2 separate regions of the Hordeum vulgare genome follow, and region 2 is linked to region 1. The links are chromatin contacts, called in public Hi-C maps. All regions are on one chromosome and are shown on one strand. Each heading gives the region's core, a stretch centred on a gene start, on an enhancer-like site or on the middle of the called end of the contact. The rest is flanking DNA. Distances are from core to core; before and after follow the strand shown. Region 1 overlaps LOC123395821 (a long non-coding RNA gene). Region 2 holds the start of LOC123397742 (zinc finger AN1 domain-containing stress-associated protein 17).

Evidence for each region. A called contact is a pair of places that touch in the nucleus more often than the background predicts.
Region 2: a contact with region 1 is called in a Hi-C map of leaf, with 4 times the contacts expected there. The contact joins the promoter of LOC123397742 here to the enhancer-like site in region 1. A contact is called at or near these places in 2 of 6 Hi-C or Micro-C datasets (leaf and seedling).

What each region holds. Positions count from the first base shown.
Region 1 is chr5H:417,421,544-417,428,664 of MorexV3_pseudomolecules_assembly, reverse strand. LOC123395821 (a long non-coding RNA gene) reads right to left here. Exons shown (of 4, transcript XR_006609835.1): 2 at 7,121; 3 at 6,078-6,608; 4 at 4,477-5,490. Among protein-coding and RNA genes, the nearest start is that of LOC123395821, 5.4 kb to the right of the region's middle. Within about 2 kb of position 3,929, at least 3 of the 3 cell types and tissues checked have open chromatin away from gene starts, as enhancers often do. A contact at or near this core is called in leaf and seedling, where this site is marked.
Region 2 is chr5H:417,791,537-417,798,657 of MorexV3_pseudomolecules_assembly, reverse strand. LOC123397742 (zinc finger AN1 domain-containing stress-associated protein 17) reads left to right here and starts at 2,525. Exons shown (of 1, transcript XM_045092277.1): 1 at 2,525-3,444. The coding sequence starts at 2,755. The coding sequence ends at 3,303.

The DNA of each region.
Region 1 (7,121 bases), core at 2,680-5,179:
TATGCATCAGTTCTAGTTGACAAGAGAAAAATCTTCCTTCACACCCATATTCCTCACCCTGACATGGAAGATATTGACTGATTTGTCCCTGTTCTGCAAATTCTTCATGATGCTGGTCTGCTCCCTTTCTGCACGTGTGTTTGTGACTGGAACTCTGAGCTCATTTTTCAGTTCTATGCAACACTTCATATCTCTGGTGACCCCACTAACATTCACACTTGGGTCCTTGACTGGATGAGTGAAGCCACCCACCTCAAAGCACCAGCGACTGAATTGCTTCGAGCATTGTCACTCCAGCTACCTGCAAACAATGCAATCTGTCTGTATGATGAAAAAGAGCTGCCCAATTACTTCATGGAAGTCCTCATGAAGCCTCAAGCACCGAACCAACCTCCAAGAACCAAATTCCTCGTCAAGGAGTTGAAGTATGTGACAATACCTCTTTACCGAATCTTGTCATATGCAATTTCCCCTATCAAAGGACATGACAATAAATAAGAAGTTGTGGGCATCATGAAGAATATGATCTTTCACATGTCCATGGCAATTCCATCAACTTCCATGACTTCTTCCTGAGGACTTTGGCTGACAATGCTTTATCACCACATGAGCTGAAGATTTATGCTCCATGGCTGATGAATTTCATCAGGATGAGGTCAGGCATCAATTACCTTGTAGATCATCAAAACCATCTTGGCTATCTGCCTCCTCTCAGAGTCATCAAGAAGACTTTTGAAGAAATAGAGGGCAAAGGCAAAGGAGTAATTGATGAAGGAACTCGCCCACTTGACGGCCAATTTCGCGAGCCTCTGGCTTATTCCTCATATGATGACACTTCAACTCAATCTGATGAAAATGTCAAGCCACCAAGCCCCACAAATCCTCGTGTGAGATCGGGAGGAGGATTTGAATGGGCGAGGCCTATGTGGCTGTTGTCCGGTCAAACCGTCGGCACATCGATACAGGACCTCGCGCGATTAAAAAATACGTCTACACCGCGCGGTTTGGATATATGCGGACGGTTTAAGTGGTTTAAGGGCCTCCTTGGCTCGTCGTTTTGGGACCAAAAACACCTCTATAATATACCCCTGTGAGAAAAAATACAGATGGGCCTCGTAGAGGTGATTGTTATGTCGGGTTTTTTTAAACACAGTACAGACGCAAGCGCTCATATGCACGCGCATACACTCACCCCTATGAACGCACAGACGCACACCCTACCCCTATGAGCACCTCCGAGAGACTAAACCGGCATGTCATCTTGAAATTTACGAAGTCACCGTAGGAGTCTCGTCGTCGACGAGAACGTCTCCTCCCACTGAAAACGTATCGCCAGAAATCCTGAAATAAATCCAGGAATAATGCAAGCACCAAGACTTGAACCCTCGTGGGCTGGGGATACCACGGTCCCTCTAACGATCAACCACGGGTTGGTTTGCATTGTTATGTTGTTTTTGGGCTGTAATTTTTACACTGATTTTCTCGTTTACACCCGAAAGATGTCGGTATACGATACATACCACCTCCCCATCGTTTTCCCCCACCATCTCGCTCGAAACCCTATCCACCTCTTGTCTCGTTGCGCCGTCAGGGGCACCGATGTCGGTATCCGTGAGGGGGTGAAGCAAAGGCGAGGCGGCGAGGCGCGACGACAGCGAGGCGGCGAGGCATGACGACAGCGAGGCAGCGAGGCACGATGACAATGAGGCAGCGAGGCGTGACGATAGCGTGGCGGTGAGGCGAGACGACAGTGAGGCGGCGAGGCGCGACGATGAGGCGGCGAGACAACGATCCCTCCTCCTCCTCCACGACCTCGTCTATTCCATCGAAGGTATCTTCCTTCCTTTTCTGCCCTCCATCGACGATGATGCTTTTAGTAGGTTGGTAGATTAGTTCTTGGCCAATGTTCTTGCTGGTGCGTGTATCGAGAGTGGATCTGGTTGGATGGAATGCATCTGGTTCTGCTGCCTGTGATTTTTCCATGTCAATCTGAATGAAACTGTTTTTTTTTGCTCAGACATTAATTCATCAATGCTTGGTGAATTCACGATTCCTCTTGTCGATCTGGTTTGGGTGCAATGCAATCTAGTTCCTTTTGCTACTTGTTGTTGCCTATGATTTGTGAACGTTAATCTGAATGAAATCGCAAGTGCTAATTTTGTCCTAATCTGACGAATGAATGTGCTCCAAGGATGAATGTTTGACATGTTCAGCAGCTTGATTCTTTCGCACGACACTGCGAAATCCCCTTTGTGTATGGATTCAGTCCAAGTTCCACCAAAGAATTAGTAGTACAAATTTATTTACTTGCGCATGTGATTGATTTGGTGCAAATCACTCTTATTGACCGACTCTATGTTGCTGATTGGTGTGTCTAACGTATTGTCTGCTGAAATGCTAATTTGATTAAATTGTTGCACTAGTTGCTGCTTTAGCAAACATAAGATGTTCAACTTCTGTTCGTCTATTACTGGTTATATATAGCTATCTAGTTATCTAACTTATGTGCATTTTTGCATTTTGATACATCTACCGAATATAAGATATATAACTGCGGCACCTATTGTTGCTACTATTTATTTTGTAATCTCTTCTCGCTAGATGATGGATACGAGTAACCATGACGATGGATATGAGTCATGTACCGATTCTGAAGAATAGGAGGAGGAGGAGATAATGTTTCTTGTCTTCCCAACATTATATTGTATATCTTCTAGGAGAGAAAAAAATCCAATGAACACATCCATTCTTACGGGAGCTAAGTATATCCAAGAAATATTTTACTCTCCCCTTCAGGCCTCCACTGTTAAATGTCTTTGCCTGATAAGTCTCAACTTTGAAATAACTATCCATCGAGGGGTTAATAGGTTAATGCAATATTCCATTCTACACCGATTTTAATGTGCTCTCGAAGAGTAAAGTGCTTGCAGTAGTATCTCATTTATTAGGGATATGTGTGGTCATTCCTCATCAACTTATTAGATATGGTGTTTTCTTGGTTTGTGTGAATGATGGGTTGAGGAGACTTCCAGCTAAACAAGGACGTACATAATTTAACATGAAAGTGCTTATTTATATGTAGGTATCTTTTATAAAAAAAACTCACCTAAATGATGAGAAAATAGATACAACTTAGTCGGTTTTATTCAAAAGGTTAGCCAAACTAGTTATAACCTAAAGAAGCATATGATTTGTTTTATAAAAAAAAGAAGTGTATAATTGCACAAAGTGTTCTTACATAGCTAATGTTTTTCTTTTTTTCTTTACAGGTTGTCCTTTCATATGATTCTATGATTACCCGAGTACATGAAGTAATCAGTAATCTCCCTGAAATGCTTTATGTCTAAATACACAATGATTGAACAATTGCCGAGTTCTATCTTTGGTTATGTAGCAGTGAACAAGACGAGACAAGTATGCCTTAATAAATTTATAATTTAAACTGCTAATTTTGAGCACTATGAGTTATCGAAACTATGTCCGAATGGATGATTGCAAAAATATTAATTTTTTATGTTGTGACACTGTTATAAAAAGAAAAAAATTAGCTCATTTTATACTTGTGCAATATGTGTGGAAGTGCAGTCTGTGCTATTGAAAAGTCTATATGTGTGTATTTGAAAATTTGTGTTGTTAAAAGTGCACTCTATGTTGCTGTTGTTAAAAGTTTGTGTTTTTGAAAATCGGGGGTGGGAAAAAAACAACATTCCAAGCTGAAGATTATGTGACATGTATTTGATTAAAGGCTGGTATAATACAAGTGTAAATATTACAGAGATGGCAGAAATACAACATTCCAGAAGCAGCCTAAGGGTCGTTTCGGACATGCCCTAAATACCCAACCCCGATTAAAATAGCAAGCTGGCTACCTATCACCTCGTAGACCTACTGTAGTACCCCATCCAGCGCCGCCCTGTTTCAGATCTAAAATCCCACCGCCGCCGCCACCGCCGCTGTCCGATGGGTATTTTCAGGTGTGTGCACTGCGGCGAAGTCCTGGATGACCTACGCGTCTAAACAAGCACGTCCTCACATGCGAGACAAAAATTAAGCAAGAGCAAGCAGCCCGGGAGCGAGCCAAGAAAGAAAAGTATGACCGGGACGCAGAGCTTGCTTCGAGCAGGGGAAAGGGGCGGAGGGCCGCCAACCAGCAGGCGCCTCGCCGTTAATAACCAGAACGAAGGTATCAGATCCCCTCCCCTCTCTTTTTCCCCCTTATCTGCATCAGATCTTGGTAGTCCTCGTTTTTTCTCGTATCGGCAAGTCTTCCTGATTTACTCGTCGGCAGTATTTCCGAGTAATTAGGAAAGTGGCACATGTACGGCCTGCGTTAAGATCTGATTCCATGACACCCCACATCAGTACACACACCCACTGAAACAGAGTGGAGTGTCCACCAGATCCAAGCGTTCATGGCGTCCCACATCCTAGTACCCAGTGAAACAGAGCACCCACCAGATCAAGCGTACACCAAGATTTCAGCATCAAAACAGTAGTCAGAATATGTATTTCAGTCAAAACAGAAAACATGATCCCGGCAGACAAATTAGAACAGCAATTACTTCACTAGAGCTCTCAAACTGTATTGACCACGGCTCCCTAGAGTGCCTTGTAGGAGTATAACAACACTGAAGACCATGTTTTTGCAGTACTTCCAGACAGCTTCCCCAATTCACCTGGTCAACTTGCAGTACTTCCAGACAGCTTCCCAAATTCACCTGGTCAAAATACATGACTTCACACAGCACCACGCATTCACCTCGTTAAATTAACAGATATGTCATGTAACCAGAGCCCACCAAACTACTTATGGAACCAGCAGCCAATGAATTTGGAATGCAAAAAACATAGTTAAAAGTGTTATTGAATGATTGGAAAAAGTAAGCCAGGGGAAAACTGCAAAAGTATAACTGAAAACAGATTCCTTGCCTCCTCGCTAGTGATCATCCATCTTCCTGTCTTGATGCCTGCATACTTTGACAAATACAATCCTATATTTTGTAACATGTTTACTATTTCTAACCTTTCAAGTACGATTGTTGCGAGTTTGCTTGAGTGATCTTTGTGCCATGAGCCCTGGAGCTGCTATTAAACATTAGCACTCAATGGCCCTAGAGTGCTTGGTGCGCTATTAAACTGGTTTTGTCTAGGAGCTGGCTGGCTTGGTGGCACCTGGATAGTACGAAAAGTCAGCGATGACGTGCCCTACATATATGTTGAGTTTGCCTTCACAGATGTCATCACGACCGGTGGAACTCTATGCTGGTACTCTTACGGTGCCAAGGTTCACCTTTCTTATTGTGAAATCTAAGCCATGGACTTGCACTATGCTTGCAACTGAACCAACCGGTTGATAGATTTACTGTACACAACTCCCTGAGGTGAGATGTTTGCACTTGGCACAACTCCCTGAGGTGAGATGTTTGCACTTGGAAGTTCTGCTGGCCTTTCAGCTTTAGCTGGTTGAGTGGGGTGTTTGCCCTTGGAGGTCTGCGGCCAAATAATATTACCAGATTGAGGAAATTGCGGGTCCAGTGATGCTCCAGGAGGGGGCCATGATCATTTTATAGCAGGATTCTGTTAACAATGACCTAATGATACTACAAGAGGGGGCCGTGATCCATTTATAACTGAATTCTGTTAACAAGGCCTAATGCCTAACTGTTGATACATAAAAATATAGTATACTCATGCATACTTATTAATTAAATATAAAAAATCTTTATTCGAAATACTTGTGTATGATCAATGCTGCTATTCTAACATATAAATGTTTACTTTTTCAACAGGTTAAAATCTAGGCGGACCATGTCAGCATCCATCATAAAGCCGAAGGCTAGTGCATAGGAGATGACTGAATCAATCCAACTAGATTTTCATAATTGCAAAATGTTTTCTTAAGTAGCGAGTAGGAGAACAATCTGTAATGCATATGATGCAAGCACGTTGGTTATTAACCGAACTGGGTATGGGACAGGTTTGTGGCTGTTTCAAATGAGCTATGGATAAACTTTGGTGTGGATAATCTGGCTTGTTTCTGTTATGCGATTGTGAAGTGTGGAATCCTATGATCATACCTCCTTTGGTTGCACATATTACGCAGATGACTGGAAGGGAAAATGGCATCACACCTCATGCTATAGAGAAAAACATTGTGTTAGGATCACTACATGCACATATTATACAGATGCAGGAAGGGAGAACACCATCACACCTCATGCATGCAGAAGAACCTTGTGTTAGGATCACCACATAGATATTGTTTTAGATAAAAAGAGAGAAACATAGGTCAATGGTTCTGCATACAGTACGAGTTTTAGTACTTCTATTAATTGGTTTTGTTATCAATTGGGGAGTAGAACTGCAATCAAGGCCTCATTCGCATTAACCACAGAAGAATGTGGCAAAAAATGGAAAATATAAATGTAATAAAGAACCAAGACAGAGGTAAAACATATAAAATACAAACTACAAATATATTGAGCATAGTACGATGGCGACACTTCCATTTTGTGAGAAGAGAAAACACAATACCATATTGAAGGAGAGAATCTAGAAACGAATATCATCAACCCAGAGAAAACACATGAAGGAAGATAACGGAAAACCTACATATTTTATTAATAGAGAATAAATACGTACCCAAAATCTTAAATTATTAAGAGATAAGAAGTACAAAAGTTTATTTTGAAATGACACACAATAATAAGCATGTAACACTAACACGACTTAAGTATCAATTATACTAACTTCAATTGCATTTCACAAGTATGTAGAAGATAGAAACATGAAACGTATCCGGCAAATTTTTTGTAACCAACACTGTATTTTTAAATATAATTTTAAAATAGCAACACAGTTATGTGGATAATTCTAGCTATGTTTCTACTAGTTACAAGAATAAGAAATAATCAAGGTCAAGCCATCAACTTATACTAATTTCTTAGTGACAAATATTAGAATTGTATAACATGATCTCCAAAAGCTTATTTCGCAAAGTTGTAGAATCATATGCATATAACAAAAATAAGGCTTAAATAAGAATGAGAAACATTAGAAATTTCAATAATAATGATGATAATACAATGAACACCCAATTACATGGTTAATTATGCTTTACC
Region 2 (7,121 bases), core at 1,276-3,775, 370 kb before region 1:
GGCACATTGTGTCTCTAGTCAAAAAAAATAGAAACACGTTTTTTTTCCTTTCCGAGAGGCACGATCGTGCCTCCCGCGAAGACAAAATTGTACCTCTCACGGAAGCAAAAACCGTGTGTCCCGCAAAAAAACAGGAAACTCGTTTTTTTTCGAGAGCCACGACTTTCCTCTGACGAAAGCAAAAGAATGCCCCTCGCAAAGAAGGAAACGTGCTTTTCATTTATTTATTTATCTATTTATTTCACAAATAGCTAAGAAAGACCCATGAAAATGAAATCCGAAACACCATTTTTTTTAAAAAAACAACCTAAAAAAGCAAAAACACGTAAAACATAGAATCTATAAAAAGCGTTTAAAACACAATACGTGACGGCGGCTGAAAATGCGCCAAATGATGACGGCTGCTCGGTGGAAGGTTCGATAGAGCGCTTTTGCTCTGAGATCCCGGGCAAGATAGAGGGGACCTCCTATTGGACGCGTACCTTCGCACAGGTAAGCCACTGGGCCGCCGCCGCTAGCAAGGCGACTCGGATGGCCCACGTAAGCAGCTCAATATTTTTTGCTTTCTATTTATTTATTTTCCTTTTTTCTCTTATTCTTTATTTTCTTTTGTGTTTCTCTTTCTCTTTTTCCTAAAAGGGTTTATGTTTTGAATTTTTTTGAGTTTCTGAAACTTAATCAACTGTTATATTTACACACAAATATTATAAATGGATTTTTTTTTGAATTTCTGAAATTTTCCAAGAACACAACAAATTTGAAAGCAGGAGCTTTTTAAAGCATAGAACATTTTTTCGAAAATAAATTTTTATATATTTGTAAATAATTTTTGAAGTGGGAACATTTTTTCAACTTATGTATGCTTTTTGAAACATGAACATTTTTCGAACTTACATACATTTTTTGAAAAGGTAAACATATTTTAGAAAATAAAGAACACTTTAAACACTTCCTGAACATTTTTAAATCATGAACATATTTAGAATTGGTGAATTTTTTTAACAACTTTTCAATTGGTAAACAAGAACATTTTTTATAAAAGTGTGAAAACAAGAACATTTTTTATATAATTTTTTTAAGCGGGAACATGTTTTCAACTTATGTACACTTTTTGAAACACGGACATTTTTTGAATTGACATACACTTTTTGAAAAGGAAACCATTTATTTGAAAAAGAAGAACAATTTTTAAAGTTCCCAAACATTTTCAAATCAGGAACATTTTTAGAATTGGTGAAAATAATTGGAACAAGTTCTCAATTTGTGAACAAATTTGAAAAAGAGACATTTTTTATAAAAATGTGAAACAAGAACATTTTTTGAAAATGGTGAAAATTTTATGAAAAGAGTAACATTTTTTGAAATTTGTAAACAATTTTTGAAGCAGTATGTACACTTTTTGAAACATCAACATTTTTTGAACTTCGTTACATGTTTTGAAAAGGTAAATTTATTTGAGAAAATAAATAACATTTTTAAAATTCCTGAACATTTGTAGAATTGGAGAACAAAATGTGAACAAGCTTTCAATTGGTGAACAAAATTCTAAAAAAGCGAAATATTTTACGTAAAACAGGAATATTTTTTTATAAAAGTGTGAAAACAAGAACATTTCTTAAAATATCGACTAATTTATAAAAAAGGAACATATTTTGAAATTTATAAACAATTTTTGAAGCAGGATCATTTTTTCAACTTATGTACACTTTTTGAAACACGAGCATTTTTTAACTTATGACGAGAACAATTTTCGAAAGACGAACATTTTTTAAAAATAAATACATTTTGAAAAAAGGAAAACTTTTTACGAATTAAACAATGAAAAAAGGAAAAGCAACAATAACACTTTTATAAGAAAGGAACATTTTTGTAAAATCACGAATATTTTTTGAAACTGCCGAACATGTTTGTAAAATGTCGAACATTTTCTGAAATTTTGAATGTTTTTGTAAAATGGCATTTATTTGAAATTTAGAACATTTTTACACAAGCAACAATATTTTCTGAATTTTAAAAATAATTTTCAAACATTAACTTAGTTTAAAAAATAAACATAGAAAAAATAGAAAAAAATGAAACAGAAACAGAAAGACGAAAAAAAAGGAAAAAAGAAACAGAAAAAGGACAAAAAAAGGAAAAAAGGGAAACTGCCTGCAGAGGGAGATGGGCTGGCCCAGTTGATTTCGCCCCTGTGTGTTTGCCCAACTATTTGACGCAGAGAGTGTCAAATAGGGTTTTCCAAGATTGAGAGCTTGGCTCGGATTGATGAATCTTTGTTGCATCGCCAGGGCGGCCCAGTAGACCCGGTCCACTCCGAGTCGACCCAAACTACCAAACGAACACCCACGTCACGGCCGACGCGGCGACGCGGACGCTTGGCGCCCAGAGCAAAACAGCTCGGAACCGAAACCGCCTCGCCTAAGCAAAGGCGCCTCCAGACTTCCAGAGCAGACCGGATCAATCCAGAGGACCAAACAAAGCGTGGGCCCGCCATCACCATCACGTTCTTCTTCTTGCACAATAAGAAAGGAGAAGCAAACCGCGTCCGCAACGTCGACGGCGACGGCGAAACCCACCCGAAGCTATAAAAGTATCGACCGCCCCGTCTCACCGTGATCACACATATTCACATCGCACGGCAAGCCCTCGCATCCGAACGCAAGAAAGAGGAGCGAGCACACGCGGCGTGGGGAGGAAAAGCAAGAGCGAAGCGAGGGATCGAGAGGAGGAGCGCGGCGGCGGCGGGACTCGGCGATGGCGCGGCGGGGCACGGAGGCGTTCCCGGACCTGGGCGCGCACTGCGACAGGGAGGACTGCAACCAGCTCGACTTCCTGCCCTTCGACTGCGATGGCTGCGGCAAGGTGTTCTGCACGGAGCACCGCGCGTACGTTGACCACGGCTGCGCGCGGGCCGCCGACCGGGGCCGCACCGTCGTCGTCTGCGAGGCCTGCGGCGACTCCGTCGAGCGCGCCGGGGCGGACAAGACGGACGCGGAGATCCTCGAGGCGCACGCGCGGTCGCGCCGGGGCTGCGACCCGGCCAGGAAGCGCAAGCCGCGCTGCCCCGCGCGGCGGTGCAAGGAGACGCTCACCTTCTCCAACACCAGCCACTGCAAGGGGTGCGGGCAGAAGCTGTGCCTCAAGCACCGGTTCCCCGCGGACCACGAGTGCTCGCGCTCGACGCCGGCGGGGGCCGCCGCCGCCGCGAGGAGGGCCGGCGACTGCGGCCGCGACGCGCAGAAGACCAAGGACGGCGGTGGGTGGGCGATGCCGCCGTTTATTCGGAATTTCAAGATGTTCTGATTTTACCCTGAAGCTGAAAATTGTGGCTGGGATTTAAACAATTCATGGAATGCTTGTTTTCTCCGTTGTGGCTGGGATTTAAGTTGAAATTGTGCACATTTGTTGTTAAATGAAGAATCAAGTTCAAATTATTTTATGCTACGATTGGCTCGAAATGTCGAATCGAACACATCTACAACGTGTCAAATCCTCAATGCTAAATGGTGTTACGGGCTTTGCCTTTGGTCGTTGGTCAAATTAGGGTCATCCTCAATGCTCCGCTGTTTTGGACGATACAAAAGGAAACAAATCAAAATACCTAAATACCTAAGGCTGCTCATAGCGGGAAGTAACATATACTAGTATCATGCATATGTTACTATTGTATGATAGTATCTTTATAGTGCATAGTATCATAAATGTTTTTATTTATTAACATGCATGACACATAGTAGCATAATATTTAACATGATACAGTATCTACCTATGTTACTAGTCCCAAGACTATGTTACTAGCTATGATATCCCACTATGGCCAGCCTAAACACCGAGTACTTCGTGCGCGCGCAATTTCATGCGATCGAGATGCCGTCTCGGAACCGCATAATTTCTATCGTACGTGCGTGCACACTTCAAGTGCCACCTGGTCGGCAGCCTATCACCCGTCATCCCACGTCACCCAGCCGGCCGAGCCCACCATCCACCCCGTTCTGTGTCATACGTTCCCAAATTCTTCTGTATCGAGTAACCGTCACCATTGTTATTGTGGGAAAACCCTATTTGACACATTTAGCCGCAACGCGCAGAAGACCAAGGATGGCGGTGGGTGGGCGGTGCCGTCGTTGATTCAGAATTTCAAGATGTTCTGATTACCTCGAAGCTGAAATTGTGCTCGGGAATTTTATAAGCAATTTATGAAACATTTGTTTTGTCCTGTGTTAAAATTTTAATTCTGCACATTTGTTGTTAAATGAAGGATGAGTTTTTTTTTTATGTTGCGGTTGGTTCAAAATATCGAATCGAACTCATCTACAACGTGTCAAACCTTCAATGCTAAAGGGTTAACTTTCTTTTACACCTTTTGGGCTTCAAATCTATGACGGATAACACTTTGATACCGATAAGCACTCTAATACGACCTCTATACATGAAAGTGCATAATCCTCTTTTCTTAAAGAACTACAACCTATTAGTTACTTTTCTTGTTCATGCAACAATGTCATATCATCAAGTCATGCATGAAGTCATAATTTACTTTTTTTCATTAATCTCTTCATGTAAAATATACCACATCATATATTATTTTTTCACAGGAAATTAAGTCATGCAAGAAAGTTTTATATTTGTTTTTTACATTAATTTTAGTCTTCTATCATGTATTAATATATATTTTTAATAAGGTTCCCGCCGCAACGCGCGTTGCATCGCCCAGTATCTATGGTCTATCGCTTCGGTGTCACGTACCCACCCGAGCGTGGGTTAGACTTTTTTTTGGCTCAAGCATTTGTGTCGTTTCTGTAAAACAATCACAAGCCCCACCGAGCTCCGTTTCTGTTCTAAATCTCCAATCCCCACCAGAGCACGTGTTCTTTCCCTCCCCCTCCCAATCCCCTTCTTCGAATGCCCAAATCCATGAATGGCGAGAGTGTCGCAGATAGCCTCGAAATCTTTGCTGCCAGCGGTAGCACTATCGTTGCCCTTCTTACTAAGCTGGTGCGAGCCGGTGGACGAAGTCGTGCGAACCTGCACTGATGGGCTGCTAGGAAGTTCATGCAGGAGGTGTGCTGGTACGGGGAGTAGGGATGGCAATTTTATCCATGGATATGGATACGCGCGGATGCCCGACGAGTTGGGCAAGGGTATGCAACACATTCTTTTTCATGGATCCATGGATCTGGATGCCCACAAACAGCCGGGTTGGACAAAATTATATTTTTTTCTCCATGGATATCCAATGGATACCCGTACGACACATGGGCTACTATGACAGTGACACTAAACTAAGCAAATGTCCAACCCAAGTCACTCATAGTCACAAAAGGTCAAAGTCCAACCCATGTTCCCTAATCCCCCACAACTCACTACAAGAACTAAGGTCAATTATGACTCCCTGTATTGGTCGTTGATTCGTCATTGTTGTCGTTTATTGACCTTTTTTGACCAAATTTACAAGGTCAGCAGTTGGCTGTCAAGAATGAACAAACATGACATTTCCAAGATTTTGGTCGTAGATCTCTGTTGACCAAAATTTTGGTCTCGTCATTACCAATTTGTGTGAGCCACGTAGGATCTGACATGGCCAAGCTGACGTGGCATTGCTAGTGACCAAATGGAATCATCATAAATTTCAGAGCCTAGTCCACCAATCTAGCCTACATGGGCCTAGCCCAATACCTATTTTATTGTTGAAAATGTTCGATTTGTTTGGGTTGATGCATTATTTTTCCAGAAGCACGCATATCTCAGGATATGCCTATTAAAAAACAAGTATATCAAAATTAAAGATTGGAGACAAACTGTATATTTAATTTCAGTAGCACATGACATGAAATACAATTCATCATCCACCGACGCTTCTACACATCAAGGTTCAAGGCCTATCAAGTGGACATCAAAATAATTTTACAAGTGCACAACAGAATACTTCTCCAAGTGCAAGTGCACAGAAAAAGGACCCAACAAGTGCACAATCGCACATCAAGAGAGTTCTATAAAGATTGGATGAGAAGCACAAGTTTCTTCTCATCCTCTTCCTGTGCACAATAAGCCGCTCCTTTCATTGCCGCCTGCAAGAAGAAAATGACGGCAAGGCTCAGAAAGCAGACCAATGAAACTAACATGATACAACATCAAATACTAATGCATAGATAAGCCTATAAACAACGAGCCACATATAATAAAAAAGGGCAACAGATAATAACCGATTATAGGTTCGTGCACATGTACCATAAAAAGTCTCCTTACATTATTTATCTCAAGAATTCCATGTAGATGTTAGAAATGCTTTAGAAAATGACTTCAAGAGAAAAATAAATTTACAGTCTTGAGATAACCAGGACAGTCTTGGTATAACAAGATTCTTCCCATGAGCAACAGATTACACAACGTACACATAAAATAATTAACGATTGTAATTTTAGCTCATAACCAGTTCTAGAAATTCTAGTTAAGCACTTGCTGCTAACAATGGAGAAATTGTGAATAATCCATAGTGAGTTTGCCAACTAATTTGTTCTCGACAGTGAACTCGAGAACCTCTTCTAAGTTTAGTCGAAAGTACATAAGTCCTTTTGGAGCATTACATTGTTTCTTCAATTTACTTAGCTATGCTTCTTATGAGCAAAAACAATAGTTTAGTTTAGTTTGATATTTTCTTTCAGCTTTATGCTCACTCAGGGATCCAATTGCATACGAGCATCTTGCTGGCGAAAATGATGTTGTGTTCTATGGATTTTTTAAATAGAGTTATTTGCCGAGATGGAGTGTATTTTTATTTAGGAATGCCAAACAGGTCGCACAACTTGCATTTTTAACTGAAGAAACAAGGGAGATCGAATAATGATCAAATAACACAATGAAACTTTCCATGAGATACTCCATGCAATACTATGTATATACTTATGCACACCCAACAATACAGAATATATACAATATGTTTATTCAAAACTAGTAATATCGAATATATACTTATGCACACAACACACCGATTCAACCGAGTGGGTAAAGAACCATTAAGACAGTTAATATCAACTTTATCCACAAGTGTCGCATATACACTTATTTTCTCATGTTTATTACCGTACTTTCTACTACAGAAAGTACTCTCATTGATCAAGGGG